Regions from separate parts of the Sus scrofa genome. Here all the other regions are linked to region 2. The links are chromatin contacts, called in public HiChIP or PLAC-seq maps. All regions are on one chromosome and are shown on one strand. The core of a region is the stretch at or near the end of the contact, and the rest is flanking DNA. Distances in the headings are between cores, read along the strand shown. Region 1 has its middle 110 kb from the start of RBPJ. Region 2 overlaps RBPJ (recombining binding protein suppressor of hairless). Region 3 has its middle 74 kb from the start of RBPJ.

Region 1 (4,537 bases), core at 1,877-4,376, 200 kb before region 2:
GGTGGGGTACGGGAAACCATAGTGCCCATCACAGAATAAGCCCCCAGCAAATGTGTAAAAACACCCCCACGCCCACACCCCCTAGGGCCAATGGCACCGTGAATCCGAGTGTGGACCCAGGAGGCAGGAGCATTTGCTGGACAAGCCACCTGCGAGGCCTTAGGGAAATCCCACAGCCACCTGAGCCTCCAATCGGGGTGTCGGGAGAGCACCGAGGGGGTGTGAGGAACCCCTTCCTGCAGCTTCCAAGGCGCTGGATGTGCTGCTTGCAATCCTTGGAAAGCCTGGTTGGATCGCTCCCTTTTGAGCACAGCCGCCCGCACACTGCACGTAGTTCTGAGCAGCGAAGAAATCAGAAACCCGACCTTCAAAGTCCTTCTGCGCCCCAGGGGGAAGATGGGACCAACAAAAACAAAGCATTCATTAAAAGCAAAGTGACATGTCCGTATACACACATACTTGTAGATAATCACTTACAGCCGTGCAGAGACCTGGGCAGGGACGGCGGGATTTTGCTGGAGTGCTTGGGAAGACGGCTGGGAAGGGCTTTCTGGAAGGAGGGGGATTCAGGGAAAGAGGAAGGAGGTTCCCCAACTAGAGTGGGAGCTCGGGTTCATTTCCTTCTCATCTTGTATTTCCTGCATCTAGCACACAGTAGGTGCTCAATGTGTGCGTGCTGCCTGAGATCAGGAAGTGGAGAGAGGGGGTTCCTGGCAGGGGAAGTGAACCGACAGGGTGGGTGGTGACTCAGAGGGAGGGAGGGTGCTCCTCTAACTGCTGAAGGCATGAGTTTATTTTTCTTTAGTGTTTCCTGCCAGGGCTTGGTCCATGATAAGCCCGGAATCAATGAGAGGGAGAGGGAGAGAGAGAGGGAGAGGTGGCAGCCTGCTTTTCTGCAGTGTAGACACGGCCCCCCTTCACAGGTGCTTGACATTCGCACCCCTCCTGACACTGGATCCCAGCTCGAAGCAGCTAAAAATGCCCCTTGCAGCACAGATCCTTTGGCGGCCTCCCCCCTGATCTCTTCTCTCATCTTCTTTGCTTATAACATCCCAGTGTGAGGAGTTCCCGTCGTGGCTCAGTGGAAATGAATCTGACTAGGATCCATGAGGACGCAGGTTCGATCCCTGGCCTCACTCAGTGGGTTAAGGCTCCAGCGTTGCCATGAACTGTGGCGTAGGTCGCAGATGCGGCTCAGATCTGGCGTTGCTGTGGCTGTAGTATAGGCCGGCAGCTGTCGCTCCTATTCGACTTCTAGCCTGGGAACTTCCATATGCCGCAGGTGCAGCCCTAAAAAGACAAGAAACAACAAAACAAAACAAACAACCACAAAAAAACATACTAGTTTTGTTTAAGATCCGTCCCTCAATGGCAGTTACCCTGGTGTTTATAGTGGGTCAGCTGGGCTACCCTGAAGTTAACTTTCCTAAATCCCTTTCCAGCTGGGCCTTGAGAGACATCTTTGCCTGGGATTTGGAGGCAGATGGCAAGCCCAGCAGGTTGGCAGGGGAGAGGGGAGGGCATCAGACTCACCTCATTGTCAGGGAGTAGTGGCCAGGCCCGAAGCTGCCTCACCTTTGCCTCGCTCCTCCTTTGGCTTCTCCAAGGCCAGCCACAAAGGGCCCTGCTTCTCTCATAGGACATCAAGGTCAAGGGTCATGAGAACCCATGGCATGTGTTTCCGTCCATCCCTGTGGTGTCCAGCTTGTCCTTGCTTTTTCCCACATTGCATCCATCTTCTCTCACCCACCTCCTGCACTGCGGACCTTGAAGCTGCAGCATCACATGCGAGGACCGCAGTCCTGCAGAGATGGGTTGATGCTTTCTCTGTGGCAGAAGTCCCATTCCGACCGCAAATCCAATTCCACATGGATGTGGGACCCTTGAAAAGTGGTTCTAGTGGTTCTGGGTTAAATCCTGACTGATACAGATACCAAAGCCCAGATCCAGAATGAACTTTAGTTGGTCTGAACCGACCACGGGGTTCCTCGCCCCCTTGCTGGTCATAAGTTCAGGTGTGGTCACATGACCTGGTTCTACCCTGTGACATGACAGGAAATCCAGTTGGAGGCTTCCGGCAAAGGCTCCCTTGCTATGCAAGAGACACGCGCACAAAGACGGAGCTCTTCTTCTACTGGACATTATCCGGATAACATGGTTGGAATCGAGGCGGCTGTTATAACCATGTTGGGACATTAGCCAAAGAACCAAGTATGAGGATCAAGAGAGGAAAGATGAAAAGAACGTGTATTCTTGATGATATTGTTGAGCTGATGAATTAACCCTCCTCGAAGCTGCCTCCCTGGAGTTCCCGCTATGGGAGATGATAGATTTTCTCATGGTTGAATCACTTGGTGGTGGTGGTGGGGTCTGTATCTTGCAGGCAAAATACACCCCAGTCCAATTCCCAACCCCCAAAGAAGCCTCAGAGTTTCTTCTTGCAATGGATCTCCAATTTTCCATCCACTGGAGTTTCCTAGTGTCTCAGCCAATTAAGGATCCGACATTGTCCCTGCTGTGGGGAGGGTTAGATCCCTGGCCTGGGAATTTCTGCATGCCATAAGTGCAGCCAAACACAAAATAAAACAAAACAAAAAACACATACTTAGATTCGAAGTTTCCATCTACCATGTGCTTTTCCGAAAGAGAAGTGGGCAGCTTGGAGTGAACCTGGTATCTGGCCTCCCCATGCTTGGTCGTCTCATCAGAGAGAATGGACAGGAACACATCAGCAATCAACAGAGTAAGCCATAGAATTAGGATTACCAAAATGATTTCCAGATTATAGCCCAGGGAAGTATGGGATAAGACTATAATTATAGTGGTTATGATAATCAGGTTTATCAATAGGATTGCAACCAGCAGAAAGCCCCATTCGAATTGGCTATACCATTGTGCCTGCTTTTTACCTTTCTCCTCTCATCCTTCAGCTCACCCTTTTCACTCTGTGATGCTGGTCTGGTCCCCGGCACCCCCTTTTCACAGACTGTCTATGAGATTCCGCCAACAGGGGGCACCAGAGGGACACCGGGAGGTGGGAGAAAAGGAGAAGGGCTTCATTTCTTTCTTTCAGTTCCTGGTAGTGTCTCTCCAGCAAGAGTAGACAGTGGGCTCCACTTCCCAGCTCCTTTTGCTGCTCCCAGAGCCTCCTCACCACGTCCTGCAGAGGGACTGGAGCTGACCACCAGCCATGGCCCCTTGGGAGGGGCTTCCTCATCTCCCGGCCCGTGTGCTCTGGGGCATCAGACCAACCCCTGGTACCTCCTTGCGGATGTAAGCACCTATCAAGTCTCTCCCCCTCCTCAGTGATCTGAGAACTTCAAGGGTCTGAATGTGAGCAGGGCAGATTCCCCTCCACGAGCCCAGCACCAGTCTCATGAGACCCCCTCCAAGGCCCCAAGCTCTGAACTACCCTCTACCCCCTCTTCTGCTGACCTCAGGAGTTATTAATCTCTGAGTTACCTCAGCATCCTCTTTTTGATCTCTCCCTTGTGTAACAAATTCTTTTATTAACTCCCTGTGTTTTGAAATATCTGGTGTGGTTTCTCTTTTCCTGACTAGACCCCAACTGATAGAGTAAATTTATTGGATCATGTAACCCCAAAGTCCAGACTGAGAACAGTCTCCAGGCACAATTCGTTCCAGGGGATCTGAATCTTATTAGGGCTCCTTTCTGTTTTCTAACATTTTCCCGGTGCTGATCTCTTCTGGATGTGGGTTGTTTTGAGCATGGCTATCTTCCAGGTAGCAAAAGTGGCTGTAGCAACTCCATTCCCCATACAGATAAGCCATACTGCCTCTGAGCAAAAGAGAATGCCTTTGTCCCCAGTTTCTAAATCAGAGCCCTGAACTTCATTTTGCTTGCACTGGCTTTGGTCATTTGCCCAAAGTGGAACCAATCACAGTGGCCAAGGCCTGGGCTCATTGATTGGCTAGATCACGTGTTCTCTTCCTAAAGCTGGGTGGTGTAACTTCCATGGAGATACAGGGCCCACCAACGGGAATCAGGGCTCCTGGGAAGTTGCAGAACGATGCTGATGAGATCAATAGGCACCTGTCCCATGCACTTCTCAGACTGTCCAGGGCAGCCCCAACTTCACATTTCTCTTGTGGTTTTTATAAATACCTTTTAAAATGTAAAGCCAAATGCATAGTGATGGCTTTTTAGATGCAAGACCAAAGGGATGCTCCTGAAAGAAATAATTGATAAGCTGAACTCCATTAAATTTAAAAACTATTCTATGAAAGACACAGAATGAGAAGACAAATCACAGACTGGGAGAGAATACTTGCAAAAGCAGTTTCCATCGTGGCTCAGTGGAAACAAATCTAACTAGTATCCATGAGGACTCAGGTTCGATCCGTGGCCTCACTCAGGGGGTTCAGGATCTGGCGTTGCCGTGAGCTGTGGTGTAGGTCGCAGAGGTGGCTCAGGTCTGGCTTTGCTGTGGCTGTGGCATAGGCCGGCAGCTGCAGCTCCATTTCAACCCCTAGCCTGCGAACCTCCATATGCCATGGGCGTGGCCCTAAAAAGACA
Region 2 (4,358 bases), core at 268-2,767:
CTTAGCTTTCCTTGGGAAAGCCAGGGTTGTCCAGGTCTAGCATATAAACTATGATGTCCTTTCATTCGTTCAGCCCGGTGTCATGCACACACACATATACACACACGCAAACACGCGCGCGCGCGCAGAGACATGCAATGGGCACACCCGTTTGCGCTAGATTCCAGATCTCTGCAGGGCCCGTGCCTGGGGCCACTGGCCTCATCCCTTAAAATGCCTCTGGTCTTGGGCCGCCCTAACTAAGACTGAATCTGAAAATTAGATAGCAGGAAAAAGCGGGTTCGGGCACAAACTCTTTGGACAAGTACCCTCGTACCACAAACCTTTGGTTTCTGTTTCTAGATAAAACCCAGAGACACTTGCAGGCGAGAGAAAAAGAAAAGGTTAATTCTGTTTTCTAAAACTCACTAGAGATTTGGTGAACAGATGAACTTGCATTTTGCCTTCATTTTTTCCAAAGTGATTCATTCTTCTTGGGGCCTGAACACCTGCTTGAAAACAGGGCTTTCTTCTCTCTGTCCTCAGGGCGTGCCAACCCTGTTTGAAACCATGAGGTAGGTCTAATACGTGGCAGGGGGGTGGGGAGTAGTGGGGTGGAGGAAAGTCCTATTTGATGGACATAATGTATTCGTTGTTTAAAATCGTACCTTGCGCGGCAAGTGGTGGTGAGATGTGTGCTGTGAAACAAGGAGCTTGGGGCGAGCTCAGCGCGCCAGGGTTTCCATGCCCAAGGTGAATGTTGACATTACTGAGGCTGGAGTCCTGTTAATACCTTCGGTTTTCCTTCCAAGAAGATGGCATTAAGTTTGGGGTTTCCTCTGCCTCCAAGTTTTTCAGAGCAACCCACAATAAAAAGGAAGGTTCGCCCAGCAGAATTGACTGGCCGTGAAAACGGACTTGCGTTTCCCCAGGTCACTCATTTGTATGACGACCTATTGCTGTCCCCACTTCCCTTCTGGTCGGTGGCCTGTCTCTTTTTTGCAGCTCCTTGTCAGTTAATTCACATTTCCTGATTTGGCAAACAGCTTCCCCCCCCCCACCTCCTTTTCTTGGGTAAAACTTCCTGAGTTGACATTAAAGAGAACTGTTACCTCACCCCCAGAGCTTTAGCAGGAAAATGGCATTTAGGTTTAATTGCATAAAGCCCCATAGTAGTTACCACTTTATAAAATTCAAATGACTTTTTTTCCAAGCTCCCTGTTTTCCACAGCTGGCTGGCTGGCAACCTCCAGGGTGGGTGAAATGCCTGCCCTGGCCTCCTGGCCATGGCAGGAAGCAAGGGTGAAGGTCCTTTCCGCACTTGCTGGCTGAAAGAGGCTGCCAGCAGAGAGGGCTGCAGATTCCAAAGGCTGTTCTGGAATCTAAGAGAAGGCAGGCATACATTACAAGACCAGGGAAGAATCACTTCATGGACCATTTTTACGCAAAGATGTGTACCCTCCTTCAGAAGAGCCTAGAAGACCTGGGCCAGGACGCTGGTCACACAGCTGCCCCTGTCCCCTCGTCAGCATTCAGGGAGACAAGGGGAAGTGAGCTGTCGTTCTTATCAGTGGTGACCAGTCTTCCCCCGTGCCACTTGCAGCACTCAGGACTCCAAATGTTCTTCCCTCTTCTTCAAAGTTGTAGAATGGTCAAGACTCAGTTATCTCCGGAGATCCTATCATGGTGCAGCAGAAATGAATCTGACTAGGAACCATGAGGTTGCAGGTTTGATCCCTGGCCTCGCTCAGGGGGTTAAGGATCTGGCGTTGCTGTGAGCTGTGGTGTTAAGTCGCAAATGCAGCTTGGATCCCTCGTTGCTGCGTTTCTGGTATAAGCCGGCAGCTCTAGCTCCAATTCGACCCCTAGCCTGGGAACCTCCATATGTCGAGGGTGCAGCCCTAAAAAGCAAAAAAAAAACAAAGACTCATTATCTTCACTGGTGCCTTCCTGGGAATCTGTTTAGTCCCATGTTTGCTCCTCCTGGTGGTATCTGTGTCATCTCTGGTTTAAGGGGAAAGAGTTTAGCTTTGATTCGCTCCCTCCGTCTACAGATTTGGGCTCAGGTGTGGCCTTTCCTGACCGCAGGCAGAGCCCCCATCCTGAGGAATCCTATGTTACCCTTTTCTCTGCTTCATTCTCCTCTGTAACGTTTGTCACTTCCTAATGCTTGGTCCATGCGTTCCACTTTATTTCTTTTATTTGGTTCTATCTTCTGTCACCTGTTCCACCCACCCACATGCCCCCGACCTCTGGGGTGGAAACTGCAGGGCACAGGAACTTGGGCTGCTTTGTTCACTGCTATGCCCCTGGCACCTAGAACAGCGCCTGGGACAGAGTAGGTGCTCGATTCGTATTTGTTTAATAGTTAGTGAATTTGCGGAATTGCTGAAATCCAAAAGAAGGTATGGGAAGAGAGAATTTTGGATCACGGAGAATCTAAAATACCCAGGCAGGAGGGCAAGGATGGGACAGCATTTAAGTGGAAAGTGGGCTGCTTTGTCATTTATTTGCTTATTTATTTCCTTTTTAGCGCCCCACCCGCAGCATATGGAAGTTCCCAGGCTAGGGGTTGAATTGGAGCTGCAGCTGCCAGCTCACACCACAGCCACAGCAGCACCAGATTCAAGATGCATCTGTGACCTATGGTGCAGTTTGCAGCAATGCTGGATCCTTAACCCACTGAGTGAGGCCAGGAATCGAACCAGCACCCTCATGGATACTAGCTGGGTTCTTAACCTGCTCAGCCACAACGGGAACTCCCTGCTTTGTCATTTAATGTTTACCAAAACTACTACTGATTAGATGTCATGGTTGCTATGGCAAAAATGAAGAAGTGGAGGCATAGAAAGCATCTGTGCTTACTCAAGATGACACCGAAAGAAAGTGGCAGGGTGTCTGCCTCTACAGGGTGCTCTTTCCCTGGACTGCCCTTGACTCCCTGACGCCTATTGGGGACAAAAGCTGGTAATTTGGCATCCTAAGCCGATTCAGTAAAATACACCAAAACTGGCTTCACAGCCCACCTTGGTAACTTAAGGCAAGGCTCTGAATCTCTGTGTGTCCCTGTTTCCCTATAAAGAAAATAAAAAGGTGGGACCTGGCATTTTTTATTTACTTACTGGTGCGGTAGGAAGGGAACTGGAATTAATAACTCCGGAAGAAGAAATTAAAAGCCGGGGAGACTACATGACTCGCTGTGTGGTTAAGTAACATGTCAAGTCAGTGGCCCGAAGAAAAACCACCAGGGCAGAAGGTGTCTTGACAAGTCACAATTGTCACCTCTTTTCCAAACCACATAGTTTTAATGGCGAAAGAGAGAGAGACGAAAAGTGACATGCTAACTTTGAAGCTGTGGAGGAGTTGAAAGTGTTCACTTTTAAAGTCTCTCTCCTTAAGGTGCCTAAAACAAAGCTTTAGAAATTGTAGCATGCCAGATGAAGTCTTCAGGCTCAGGGTTCTTATTTGGGTGAGGTAGGCTGGATATGAGGGTGTGTGTGGCATGTTGTGGTGAATCCGCAGAAGTCAATTAAAATGCAATCTATGGAAAATCTGCAGTGGCCTTGGGCTCCAGGCTTGCACACGCTTTGTTGTTTAACATACTGCAATGCTGTCACTGCTGAGGACTTTTCCATTTTCCTGGGTTTGCTAGTTAAATGCTGTATGTGAAACCCTTTCAATCATTTAAATGAGAGAAAAGTACAAACAAGTCTTTACTTCACCAAGACATCAGACCTACACTAGTGGCTTTGATGCTTTGATGTTTAATTGAGCATATACTGTGTTAAGAAAACACTTTGCAGTTTTCCCACCGTGGCGCAGTGGAAACGAATCTGACTAGATACGATGAGGTTGAGGGTTCGACCCCTGTCCTTGCTCAGTGGGTTAAGGATCTGGTGTTGCTGTGGCTGTGGTGTAGGCTGGCAGCTATAGCTCCGATTAGACCCCCTAGCCTGGGGACCTCCATATGCCACAGGTGCAGCCCTAAAAAGCAAAAACAAAAACAAACAAAAAAAGGAAACACTTTGCACAGGCAAACCTCAGGTTTTAAGGTTAGTGTCCCTGTATCTTTGGAGAAAGGCTATTTAGCAAAGAAATCTCCCTGTCCCTTGCAGCAAGGGCACAGTCAAATAATATCTTCCTTCTTCAACCTGTGAAATTGGTGTTGAAATTATTTTGTCTCCGCTTGGCTAGATGGTATTCTGTCTTGGCTGGAACGAAATCATTGGGCCATGTCATTTTCTATAAGTAAAAGAGCCAACTTGTGAAAATCGGGCTCGGCTCCCTCTCTGTAACTGTAGCACTCGTGAAAAATCCAACATTTATGGAATTCCTTAGTTAATGATTTAGGAATCTCCACTCCAGCCCCTGAACCACCA
Region 3 (4,025 bases), core at 1,169-3,668, 160 kb before region 2:
CAGATTTGAAGGAAACTATTTAGCTGGATGGAGCAAAACACATCATGTATCACGTTAATACCAAACAGATTTTATGACATACTGAAACGGCTTTTGATAATCTACTAATATATCAGAAGGGCTAATGAACTAAAAAAGAACCAGCTAATCATCATATCTTTGAGGCCTGGACAGTGTTTGTGTGGGCCGCACAGATGACAGAAAGACACAAAGATGCAGGGAGCTTTGGGGGACGTTGTCCAAAAGGCCCCCTGAGAAGCTTGTCCCTGATGCAAGAGGTGTCCTTTGCCAATTCATGAGCATAGGCGATTTTTTTTCTGGCTCAAAGTCAGAGTGGACTTTTCCAGAGATGAAGAAGGGCCACGGCCTGGCCATTCTTATCCCTGCCCAGCATGGCGGCCATGGATGCTACTGAGGGAGGGGTCAGTGCTTGGTCATCTCACTTGGGAACATCTCAGCCCACTGCCGGTTTTTGCCTCAGGGTGAGAGGCGCCCTCAGCTACCACCTGACCACAACAGCAAAATGGGGGATTAAAATCATAAATTAGCTAAGAATTTTTGGCTGCTGGAAAAACCCAATTGCGGTTGACGTAAGAAAAAATCATTGCAGGGAAGGGTTTTGAAGCAATCAATCCAATGCCATGGAGAGTGAACACAACTTGGGAAGGGCAAGGACTGTGACAATTCAGCATCCCCAGCAGGAGGACCTGCCATTCATGGGACAATGTCAAGCTCTGAGTGATCAGTTCCGGGAGGAGAGCAGCTGATTGGACAAGTTTGGAGTGACTTGGGATGGGTGACTTAGCTAAGGGCAGGAGCAGGTGGTCCTCGGGCAGGGTCACCTTGCTCGACCAGCCAGTGCCCAGTAGAACGGTTGTCTACCATAAATGCCTACCTAAAGGACATGCTGAGAAGTCTTCAAGGCACATGGGAATTTAATAGGAAGTTTTTGTTTGCTTGCTTTCCTGAGGGAAGATTACTCGGCTGGGTGTTTGATGGAGATGTGATGTTCTCCCTGGGATGAGGGAGAGCTTTTGGAAACTGGCGGAGTCCAATCGGGCTGTTTCCACATCTGGGGGAGGGGAGAAGAAGAGGGGAGCCTGAGTGGCCCTTAGGAGGCAGGGACTCAGAAAGCTCAACTTCCTGCCATGTCCCCACTGAGAAGCACTGCCCTAAAGTAACCCCAGGCTGTTCCTGGCTGAGTAGGTGTGAAATCACCCCTTCAGTGTGGTGAGGGGAAGGGATGGTTACTGTGTGTGTTTGCTTTTGTTTTGAGATAGGTGGCTGTGGTTTGGGGGGTGTTTTTATTTTACTGTATGATTTTTTATAGAAATAAAAATATGTAATATATGTAAATATTCACCTGTAAATATACGTAAATGTATTATTTATTTATTTATTTATTTTTTGTCTTTTTGCCATTTCTAGGGCCGCTCCCGTGGCATATAGAGATTCCCAGGCTAGGGGTCGAAATGGAGCTGTAGCTGCCGGCCTACGCCAGAGCCACAGCAACATGGGATCCGAGCCACGTCTGCACCCTACACCACAGCTCACGGTACAGCCGGATCGTCAACCCACTGAGCAAGGGCAGGGACCGAACCTGCAACCTCATGGTTCCTAGTCGGATTCATTAACCACTGTGCCATGACGGGAACTCCGTAAATGTATTTTTAACATACTTTCTAAGGTGCCAAGAAAGGAGTGGAGGGCATTTTTTTCCAGAGTACACCGGGCTTTCGGATGCTTCACACCAGGAACCCCAAGAGAACAGGAGGTCTTCTCCGTCTGGGATCCGACAGAAGATATGATACAGAGGTTCTCAGCTACCAGCCAAGCCCAAAGGCTGCCCCGCACCAGTACGTCATACCCACAGAGCATAAGGAGGAATTTGGGGCAAAAGACCAGGGCAGAGCCTCTTCTTCTCTATTACTGGAGAGAAGTAAAGGAATCATAGAACCCTCTGGAACAAAGGGATCATGTGCTCCTTTGAAAACTTAGAGTGAAGTCAGGACGGCCAGTGCAGGAAACTCCAGGGAAATGCAAGGAATTAAAAAGAAGAAGAAAGAGAAGAGGAAGGAGGAGGAGGAGAACTCAGAAGAGAGCTGTTGGAAAAGGAGCCCTGACAACTGGGTCTGCCATATTGGTGGGGATTCAGGTGCAAATGTGATTAACCTCACCTTGTTTTTGTTCAGGAAACCAGAGGGATAGCTCAGAAACAAGCTCATTATTTCTGGTTCTTGGCTGGTTCTAGCAGTGAGGGGATACTCCCTTCCTCAGTCAGAGCTCTGTTGTTATGACAAGGGACTCACATGCTCTTTCATTGCTACATTTTCTTTGAATCATGGTTGGCAATGAGGCATTCAGATGTGACTATTTACCTTCGGGACTCCTCTGGGTATGTGAAGAATTCCCCATCTGCTTTGCTCACGATGTGGACGGAGGCAGAAGTGACAACAACCCATAGAGATTGCCTCTCTTTGGCTGGAGTTGGGAAAGAACCATTGCACTCAGCCAAGGAGGGAGTGACCAGTGCCGACAGGGCAAATGAAGCATATCGTTGGGTCTTCGACTGTCCCCGGGCCAGAGGGACTGGAGGTGGGAAATTCCACTTTTCAAAGGTTAAAGACAGCCTGCGACAGAGAATTGTGAAAATTAGCAAAGGCAAAAAAAGGAAGGTTGTGACATAAAGTAAAAACAGAAAGAAAGAAGAAGGAATTTGAGTCCACAAGTATTTATTGAGCATTAGGTGCTGTGCCAGATGACTCACCATCATCCTAACAACAATAAGAATAGTTTATGTTTGCTATTCTGCTTCAGGTGCTGGGCACTATTTTAAGTATATTATATGTATTCACTCAATCTTCACAACACACCTGTAATGTTTATACCTGTCTGTACCACCCCACTTTAAGGATGCAGAAAGAAGGCAGCAAAAGGCTAAGCACTTCCCCAGAAGTATCTAGGTCGTACGTTGCAGAGCCAGGACGTAAACTCAGGCAATAAGTCTTCAGAGTCTGGACTTTATTTCTTTAATTTTAATTTTTTATTTTTTGTCTTTTTAAGACAACACCTGAGGCTTATGGAGGTTCCCAGGCTAGGGGTTGAATCAGAGCCATAGCTGCTGGCCTACATCACAGCCACAGCAACATGGGATCCAAGCCACGTCTGCAACCTATACCACTGCTCATGGCAGCGCCGGATCCCTGACCCACGAGGAAGGCCGGAGATTGAACCTGTATCCTCATGGATAACATTCAGGCTCATTACCACTGAGCCACAATGGGAACTTCCTTTGAGTCTGGACTTTAAATCACTATATTAGGGTGCCTCTTAAGACATGATTTTTTTCTCAAGCAGGTTAGAGGGCGATGGACTGGCAAACATATGCAAACATATTATTGTTTGCACAGAAGATAACAGATGTGTGCAGGGTATTTGGGAAGCCCTTAATCTAATCCGGGGGTCAAGGACTGCCTGGAGAAGTTGGTTTTTAACCAGAATCTTGAGGAGTGGGTAGGAAAAAGGTAGTGAAGAAGAAGAGGAAAACCAACAAAGAGAGCAGGAATAAAAAGGGTGTGTGTATAAGGAGCTCTAGCAGTTTGGGCGTAGCAATGATGAAAAGCATGAGGAGGGGGAGGGGAGAGACGGAAACGGAAACCTAACACGTTAAAGGCATGTCTTACACATTTGCTGAATGAACACATGCAAGTCCAGCCATGCGTAGCTTTGTGGACCAACTTAAGGACTTTGGTGGACATTGGGGGAGGCGGGGGTTAGACAAAAGAGTACTATAATATTAGAAAGATCACATTAGCAATACTGTTTGAAGTTGGGTTTTTGTTTGTTTGTTTGTTTGTTTTGGTGGTGGTGGTGGAAGGAGGAGGGCAAGTTTATCTGTCTTCTCTGGTACTTTTTTATTCAGAAACTGATTGGAAAGTGGGTCAAAAGATTTGTCTTAATGTTACAACTTTCTTTTTACTGAAAGTCAGTAAAAGTGTCTATTGGTCTAAATATAGCATTTTCTT

Evidence for each region. HiChIP or PLAC-seq counts read pairs in DNA pulled down with a chosen protein or histone mark.
Region 1: a contact with region 2 is called in an H3K27ac HiChIP or PLAC-seq map of alveolar macrophages. The contact joins two enhancer-like sites. A contact is called at or near these places in 1 of 47 Hi-C or Micro-C datasets (embryonic fibroblasts) and 1 of 2 datasets of contacts at active chromatin or transcription factors (alveolar macrophages).
Region 3: an H3K27ac HiChIP or PLAC-seq map of alveolar macrophages shows a contact between it and region 2. The contact joins two enhancer-like sites. A contact is called at or near these places in 2 of 2 datasets of contacts at active chromatin or transcription factors (alveolar macrophages and skeletal muscle).

What each region holds. Positions count from the first base shown.
Region 1 is chr8:19,820,950-19,825,486 of Sscrofa11.1, forward strand. No RefSeq gene overlaps it. Among named protein-coding and RNA genes, the nearest start is that of RBPJ, 110 kb to the right of the region's middle. Within about 2 kb of position 3,127, at least 12 of the 83 cell types and tissues checked have an H3K27ac peak or open chromatin away from gene starts, as enhancers often do. A contact at or near this core is called in alveolar macrophages, where this site is marked.
Region 2 is chr8:20,019,929-20,024,286 of Sscrofa11.1, forward strand. The region is part of intron 1 of RBPJ (recombining binding protein suppressor of hairless); the gene reads left to right. Among named protein-coding and RNA genes, the nearest start is that of RBPJ, 89 kb to the left of the region's middle. Within about 2 kb of position 1,518, at least 5 of the 83 cell types and tissues checked have an H3K27ac peak or open chromatin away from gene starts, as enhancers often do. A contact at or near this core is called in alveolar macrophages, where this site is marked.
Region 3 is chr8:19,857,408-19,861,432 of Sscrofa11.1, forward strand. No RefSeq gene overlaps it. Among named protein-coding and RNA genes, the nearest start is that of RBPJ, 74 kb to the right of the region's middle. Within about 2 kb of position 2,419, at least 7 of the 83 cell types and tissues checked have an H3K27ac peak or open chromatin away from gene starts, as enhancers often do. A contact at or near this core is called in alveolar macrophages, where this site is marked.